Regions from separate parts of the Macaca mulatta genome. Here region 1 is linked to region 2. Evidence: chromatin contacts called from public Hi-C data. All regions are on one chromosome and are shown on one strand. Each heading gives the region's core, a stretch centred on a gene start, on an enhancer-like site or on the middle of the called end of the contact. The rest is flanking DNA. Distances are from core to core; before and after follow the strand shown.

Region 1 (3,901 bases), core at 626-3,125, 60 kb after region 2:
GAAGGACAAGAGAGAACGCTAAACCCATACACACAAGTCGGGTTCTGGTAAGTGTGTATAATGGAGGAGCTGAGTGTGTTGAGATGTTGAAAGGCAGGAGGAGTACAGCTTTATAATCCTTTATACATGTTTTATACTGCACGCTGGCTCACAAGGAGACTAGAACAGCAAACATGAACCAGGAGCAGTGTACAGAGTGAGATGAGAAGAACACCAAAAACTAGGTGTAAACCCAAGGAGAAAGCATGATGAGACTATGAAAGGGCAGCCAGGGAGGCAGGGGAATGCCAGGGCAGGGTCAGGTGCAGAGTAGGAATCAGTCTTATGGGGGAAGGGGTGGTCCATGGCATCTCACATTGCAGACACCCCACACAGGATGCTGGCTGACGCTGTCCCCTGAATTGGGCCATTTTCAGGGCACTGTTGAAACTGTGCCCCAAATAGTTAACGAAACCAATGACTAACAGAAACTCTTGAGTTTGCAGCATGGCAGGTAAAAAAAGAACTTGCTGAAACACTGAAACTCCCTCTGCCTACGAGATTTTTTAAAAACTGGCTGAAATCAGTTGTAACCACCACGGCCAATTGGAGTCTGTGCAGGACGAGCTTGCTGATGTCACAGCCTGAATTTCCACCACATGTTTCATACTAATTCCCCTGAAATTTGCATAGGGAACTCATGAGGAGGCATGGAGAGATAAAAACACATGCCCAAGGACTTTCTAGACTTCCTCTTTCCTCCACCAATCACCTACTAATCTCAGAATCTTTTCTAATAAAAATACTGCTTTGGAGCCAGCACAAGAAGACAGATTTGAGCTTGACGTTCTAGTCTTCTTGTGAATCAGCTTGCAGTATAAAGCTTTTCTTTTCTCAGAAATGCGGTGTCATATAGCATTGGCTTCTAGCACACTGGGCAGTGAGCCCCTTTTGTTTGAAAACATACTGTTCACTGTTCTGACTAAGGAAGCTCTTTCAGTGCATTGAAAAGTGACTGCAAGGAGATCGTCCGGGTGGGTGACTCTCTTTTTAGAATGTAGAAGGTAGGCTGGGAAGGACAAGAGAGAACGCTAAACCCATACAGACAAGTCGGGTTCCGGTAAGTGTGTATAATGTAGGAGCTGAGTGTGTTGAGATGTTGAAAGGCAGGAGGAGTACAGCTTTCTGAGAATCCAGGTCCTGATGTGGTCTACAGAGAATCTTCTGCATGACCACATTCTTCTCATAACTCTGAGCTGTCAGAGAATCAGATGAATTCTCAGGCTTGCTGGCCCCACTTCTGCTACCTTCTCTCCATCCGTCCAGTTAGACCAGGACTGAGCCACACTTGATCTGGCCTTCTAGTTCCCAGAGGAAGAGAAAGAGGCACACAATTGCAAGGTGCATGGTGGCCCAAAGAGGTTAAGTGATATGGTTAAGTCCACACAGCTAGCTGGAGGTAAGTTCTAGACTGGAATACAGGACTCAAACTCTAGGTTCAGTGCTGCTTCCATTACATGATCCTGCAGTTGCTCCATATGGTTCAGTGGTTCCCTTTCCTTGGAGAGTCCTACTGATAATGAACCAATAAACCTCCTCGGGACTATCACTGAGCTACGTTCTTCCATCAGAGGCACTGTTCAGGCGCCAAGGAGAGTCTCACCCTCTGCCTCTCCTCCCACTCAGAAAGGCACTGTGGGGCTGGGAAAATGCCCCAGGCTGGCATCAGTAGCAAGCACAGCCTACTCTTGATTCACAGCTGTGGTGACGAGGCAGCCTTCACACTGGTACTTGGCAGGCGGTCTTGGCTCTCAGTAGAATGGTTCTTTGTTTCTACTAATGATCCAGTACACTGAATTGGGCTGGCACCAATGAACCGGGTACCTCTGCCAACCAGGTCACATGCTCTGTGCTTTCTGAAGCCCTGGCCCCTCAGTGCACTGCGTAGCTCTGCACAGCACAGGGTGGAGAGGAGCCTGGAGGCATGCTCTGTATTTCAGATAAACATGACTACGACTTGAGGTTCTCTCCAGGCACTGTCCAAAGGATTTGGTCTCAGGACCAAAATGTTATAGGTTGATATGGTATGATATGTTTCATGTTGTAGGTTGATATGGTTTGGCTCTGTGTCCCCACCCACATCTCACTTTGAATTTAATCCTTATAATCCCCATATGTCAAGGGCAGGACCAAGTGGAGATTAATTGAATCATGGGGGCAGTTTCCCCCATGCTGTTGTCATGGTAATGAGTGAGTCTCATGAGATCTGATGGTTTTATAAGTGTCTTGCATTTCCCCTGCTGGCACTTCTCTTTCCTGCTGCTTTGTGAAGAGGGTACCTTGCTTCCCCTTCACCTTCCACCATGATTATATGTTTCCTGAGACTTCTCCAGCCATGCTGAACTGTGAGTCAACTAAATCTCTTTCCTTTACCAATTAACCAGTCTCAGGTATGTCTTTATTAGAGTGTGACAGTGGACTAATGCATAGGTCTATTCAGATTTTCAGTATTCTCTGAAGGTAGTTCTGGTAATTTATCTTTTTCTAGGATTTTTTCCATTCCATCTAAGTTGTCTAATTTGTTGACATAAAGTTGTTTAAAACATTCACTTATCATTCATTTAATTTCTGATGGGTCAGCAGTGATGCCTGCTCTTAGATTCTTGATTGTTAATTTGTGTTTTCTCTTTTTTTTCTTGGTCAGTTTAGTTAAAAGTTTATCAATTTTGCAATCTTTTTTAAGAATCACCTTTTCATTTCTTTGATGTTCTCTATTATTTTTCTCTTTGCTAGTCAATTGATTTCTGCTTTAGTCTTTATTTCTTTCCTTTTAAGGTTTAATTTGCTTCTCTCTTTCTCTAATCTTAAGATGGAAGCTTAAATTATTGTTTTGAGAACATTCGGCTTTTCTAAGTCCTGCTTTAGCTTCATCCTATTAATGTTGATGTGTATAGACATGTGTAAATACATAGTATATTTTATTTTTGTTTCATTCAGTTCAAAATCTTTCTAATTTCCATTGTAATTTTTCTCTTCAGCCCATAGTTATTTAGAAATGTGTTAATTTCTAAAATTTGAGGATTTCCCAAACTTATTTTTGTTTCTATTTTAATTCCTTTGTGGCTGGAGAACATACTCCGAGTGATTTAAATTCTTTTAAATATATTAAAAATTAGTTTTATGGTCTAGTATGTGGTCTAACCTGGAGAATGTTCCATGTGCTTTTGAAAAAATGTGCATTCATTACTTGAGGGAAGAGTGTTCTATGAATGTCAGTTAGTCAAGTTGGTTGATAGTGTTGTTCATGTCTTCTATTTCCTTGTTAATTTTCTGAATAGTTGTTCTATCAGTTATTAAAAATGGGTTAATGGGTTATTGAACTCTCTAACTACAATTGTTAAGTCTAAATAATCCATTTCTTCTTTTAATTATATCAATTTTTGCTTCATAATTTTGAGACTCTGCTATTAGGTACCATTACACTTGTAATTATTATATATTCTTAATGAATTGACCCTTTATAATACTGTAATATCATTTCTTGTCTCCAATTATATTTCTTGTCTTAAATTTTATTTTCTCAGATATTGATGTAGGCACTCAAGCTCTCCTATTGCCAGTATTTGCATGGTACTCTCTTTTTCATCCTTTTACTTTCAACTTTTGTCTTTTTGTGTGAAGTATCTCTTGTAGACAGTATCCAATTGAATCTTGCTTTTTTATCCATTTTGACAATCACTGCCTTTTGATTGTAGTGTTTATTCATATTTAATATAATTATCAGCATGGCTGGATTAAGGTCTGCCATTTTGTTTCTATGTCTTATTTTTAAAATCTATTCTTCCCTTACTGCTTTTGTGCTAAACATTTTTTTTTTTTAAGTATTCTACTTTGATTCCTCTGCTGTTGTACTGTATTTTTG
Region 2 (3,785 bases), core at 1,170-3,669:
TCACAGACCTGGAAGCTGGGAAGTCTGAGATCAAGGCATCCGCAGACTTGGGGTCTGGCTCTGCTTCCTGGCTCATAGGTTGTGCTTTCTGATGGCACCTTCTTGCTGTCTGGTCACACGGTGGATGGGGCAAGTGAGCTCCCTTGAGTCTCTTATAGGGGAACCAGTCCCATTCATGAGGGCTCTGCCCTCCTGACCTAAACATCTCCCCAAAGGCTCCACATCATCTTACCAGTTAGGATTTGAACATATGAATTTTGGGGGACGTAAACATTCAGATCCTCTCACTTAATTACATATTTGGAATTTGGGTTTTTTTGTTTTTGTTTTTTTGAGACCAAGTCTCCCTCTGTCGCCAGGCTAGAGTGTGGTGGTGCGATCTTGGCTCACTGCAACCTCCGACTTCCCGGTTCAAGCAATTCTCCTGCCTCAGCCTCCCCAGTAGCTGGGATTACAGGCACATGCCACCACGCCCAGCTAATTTTTGTATTTTTAGTAGAGATGGGGTTTCACCATGTTAGGCAGGATGGTCTCAATCTCCTGACCTCGTGATCCGCCCACCTCGGCCTCCCAAACTGCTGGGATTACAGGCGTGAGCCACCGTGCCTGGCCGGAGTTTGGCTATTTTTATTCCCTCCAGGAGTAGATAAAGATATATGTAAAAAAATGTTTCTAATTTCAGCCAAGTCATCTGTTAGAGCCATATTTTAATTCCCCTGGGTTTCTTCTTATAATCTGGAAGAATTTTTCTTTTAGTTACCCCCTTATCATTCAGATCACAGACTTTACATACTTTGGCCAATGTCCCTGAATTATCTCATGCTTTTGTTATCTTGAAAACTTCTTTGACAATCAATTATTGCCAGACCCAGAACACCTCATGGGGTTGTGCTTTTTCTTTTTGAAAGCAACAATTATTTCTACAACTGCTTTGAAAACATCATGAGACCAAGTTTCTAAGGGTACAGGCAGCTTCTCATGTGAATATCAAAGCAAGCCTGGGGATGTTAATTAAATTTCAAGAATACATCTTTAAATATTACCTACATTATTAAACAAGGATTAGAGGAGAGAAATCAGTGGGGTTCAGGTCAGTGTACTGAGCCTCTGTAGCATCAACTTAAACAGAAGTTCATACCCCAAAAAACTGTCCTTAAACTTCCCGTCTCATAAACAACCCGCCACTTACTGTGGAGGCTATATTTGGTGGTTCTTGCCTTTCCCTGCTTCAATATATTATGTTGTGAACACTGTTGATAATAATGTCTTTAACTGTAGAGCCTGCCACATTCATGACATTCCAAAAATATTCTGAGGATTTCTGGGCCGGAAGATGAGGCCATCTCACATTTAAAATAGGACTTTGCAAGTTATTTCTACTCTGTGTTCAGAATTATCCAAGCAAAGACTCTAAGTAACAGCTGAAATGCTGTTTTTTTATTTTTTTTATTTTACGAGTGGACACAATTCTCATCTGAGTCCTGTTAGTCTTGTTAAAATAAGTCAGACAGAGAGAGGGGGCTGGGGGAAGTAGGGGCTCTCTATAATTTAAATTTTGCGGTCTGGGACACACCTCAAAATTACAAACCCCGGCCCCCTACTGTTGGGATGTCGCCTCTGAGTCTGAAAACTTTCTGCTCCTCTTGGGTTTGTTTGCGAACATCGAACTGCCAAGAGTTCTGAGCTCCTTGGGTTGGGGAAAGGCACCTGGGCTACCGGCTACTTCATGCACACTCCCGGCCCTGAGGGGAAGCCAGAACCAGACGCCCCGCACGGGTCTAGCCTTCCACGTCTCCCTCCCGCCTCCGGGCTGTCCTGCGGCCCCGGCTATCTGCAGCTCACCGCGCCAGGCCCCGGGCCCAGCGTCCCGGACTGGCCCAGAGAAAGCAGAGAAGGTGTGGCTCGTCCGGGAAAGGGACAGAAGGAAAGGAGTAAAAACAGAAGCCAGGCAGCCAGCGGCTCGGCCCGAAATGCTGGGGCTTTCTTAGGCTCACTGGAGGTTGAAAAAAGTTTCCTTTGTCAAGCAGTGGCCACGTGGCGCTATGGCGGTCACTACCGGGAATTAACCACGGCCACACTCTCAGGGCGCCAAGCGCCGGCTCGGGGACACGCCGGCCACCACCTCAGCCGGCTAAGGGGAACCCGAAACCTGCTGGCACCGCGGGAATCCACTATGGAGGCGTAAAGGGGGACCCATTGGGGTCCGCGAGGGGGGGCAGGGGGAGGGGAGCGGAGGGAGGAGCTCCCGGGGAGAGGGCCGCGGAGGGCCGGGGTCCCGGGGCTTGGGGAGATGGGTTGGCTGGGAGACCCGGGTCCGCGGCTGTGCAGGGCGGGGTTCCCGGAGGGGGCGGGGCTCTGGGCGGCGCGGGGCGGGGCGGGGGCGGGCACAGCGCGGGGCGGGGCGCGGGCCGGGAGCGGCAGGCGGGCCGGGCATGGCGTCCATGGCGGCGGCTATCGCGGCCTCGCGCTCGGCGGTCATGAGCGGGAACCGGCCTCTTGACGACCGGGAGCGAAAGCGCTTCACTTACTTCTCGTCGCTGAGCCCCATGGCCAGGAAGATCATGCAGGACAAGGAGAAGATCCGCGAGAAGTACGGGCCCGAGTGGGCGCGGCTGCCGCCCGCGCAGCAGGACGAGATCATCGACCGGTGCCTGGTGGGGCCGCGCGCTCCGGCGCCCCGAGACCCCGGGGACTCGGAGGAGCTCACGCGCTTCCCCGGCCTGCGCGGGCCCACGGGCCAGAAGGTGGTGCGCTTCGGGGACGAGGTAGGTGCGGGCCTGGCCGCGGACCCTCTTCCCCGCCTGGCGCCCCGGCCCGGGGGGGCACATGCCGGCGTGAGGCCGCCCCAGCTGCTAGGGGCTGGAAAGGAAGAGGCAGGAATGGCAGTGGGTGGGAGGGGAGCCCCAGAGCCGAAGGTCGGGGAATGGGAGTTCCGCTGGGGGAGTTGGTTAAGAGATCGCCGAGAGGTGGGGTCGTTAAAGAACCTCCATCTAAACCTGATCCGCCGGCTCGCACGGACTCCAGAGACTTCTCCCGGAGCTGTCGTAAGCGAGGCTGACCAAAGTGGAAACAACAAGCAGTTTTAAACCAGACAAACCTGGGTTTTAATCCAGCTCTGCTACTTACTACTTGTATGGCGGTGGGTGAATTAACTTCTTAGAGCCTCAGTTTCCACTGTGTAAAACAGGGATAATAACGCCCATCCCGTGCCTGCCCGTGAAGGCACTCAGCATATGATATATATTAACATGAATACTTGTGATGAGATGTATGGGGAAAGTAAAATTGCCAAGCCAGGCAACAGGAAAGAAAAGGTGTCTTCCAAGATAAGGAGGGAAACCCATCCATCACCCTAAGATGTTTTCCAAGTGAGCACGACGTCCAGGGTATGTTTTAGGGGTGAGCACGGTGACCCTGTTTTCCACCAAAAAACTAAGGGATGATAAGCTTAAATGAGCTCCAGTAAGTCTTGGCCACATAACAGGGCATGTTTAGGTCTCAGATCTAGGCACTGTCCAGACTGCTGGAGGGGCAGTAGAAACGCCGAATCTGTTCCAGAAAAAGCTCAGGGATGACCCACACTTAGACACAAAGGCCTGAATCTTCTGTGGGGTTCAGAAACTTGGTCTTCTTTTTCTTAGAAATGTGTTTAACCGAAGCTTGTTTGGTGCCATTAGAATTTGCACTGTGGCTCTTTGGCCTTTCAAACTCAACTTTTGCCATGAGGAGCAAAGTCAAGCAGAGCAAAAAGTATGAGAATGAAATTGCTTGCTGTTAAGGCTGTT

The links. A called contact is a pair of places that touch in the nucleus more often than the background predicts.
Region 1: a contact with region 2 is called in a Hi-C map of fetal cortex germinal zone, with 2.9 times the contacts expected there. The contact joins the enhancer-like site here to the promoter of C1H1orf198 in region 2. A contact is called at or near these places in 4 of 14 Hi-C or Micro-C datasets (cortical neurons, fetal cortex germinal zone, fetal cortical plate and 1 more).

Annotation. Positions count from the first base shown.
Region 1 is chr1:18,229,381-18,233,281 of T2T-MMU8v2.0, forward strand. The region is part of intron 19 of CAPN9 (calpain 9); the gene reads right to left. Among named protein-coding and RNA genes, the nearest start is that of CAPN9, 58 kb to the right of the region's middle. Within about 2 kb of position 1,876, at least 15 of the 40 cell types and tissues checked have an H3K27ac peak or open chromatin away from gene starts, as enhancers often do. A contact at or near this core is called in fetal cortex germinal zone and fetal cortical plate, where this site is marked.
Region 2 is chr1:18,168,403-18,172,187 of T2T-MMU8v2.0, forward strand. C1H1orf198 (chromosome 1 C1orf198 homolog) reads left to right here and starts at 2,420. Exons shown (of 4, transcript XM_015126081.3): 1 at 2,420-2,765. The coding sequence starts at 2,433.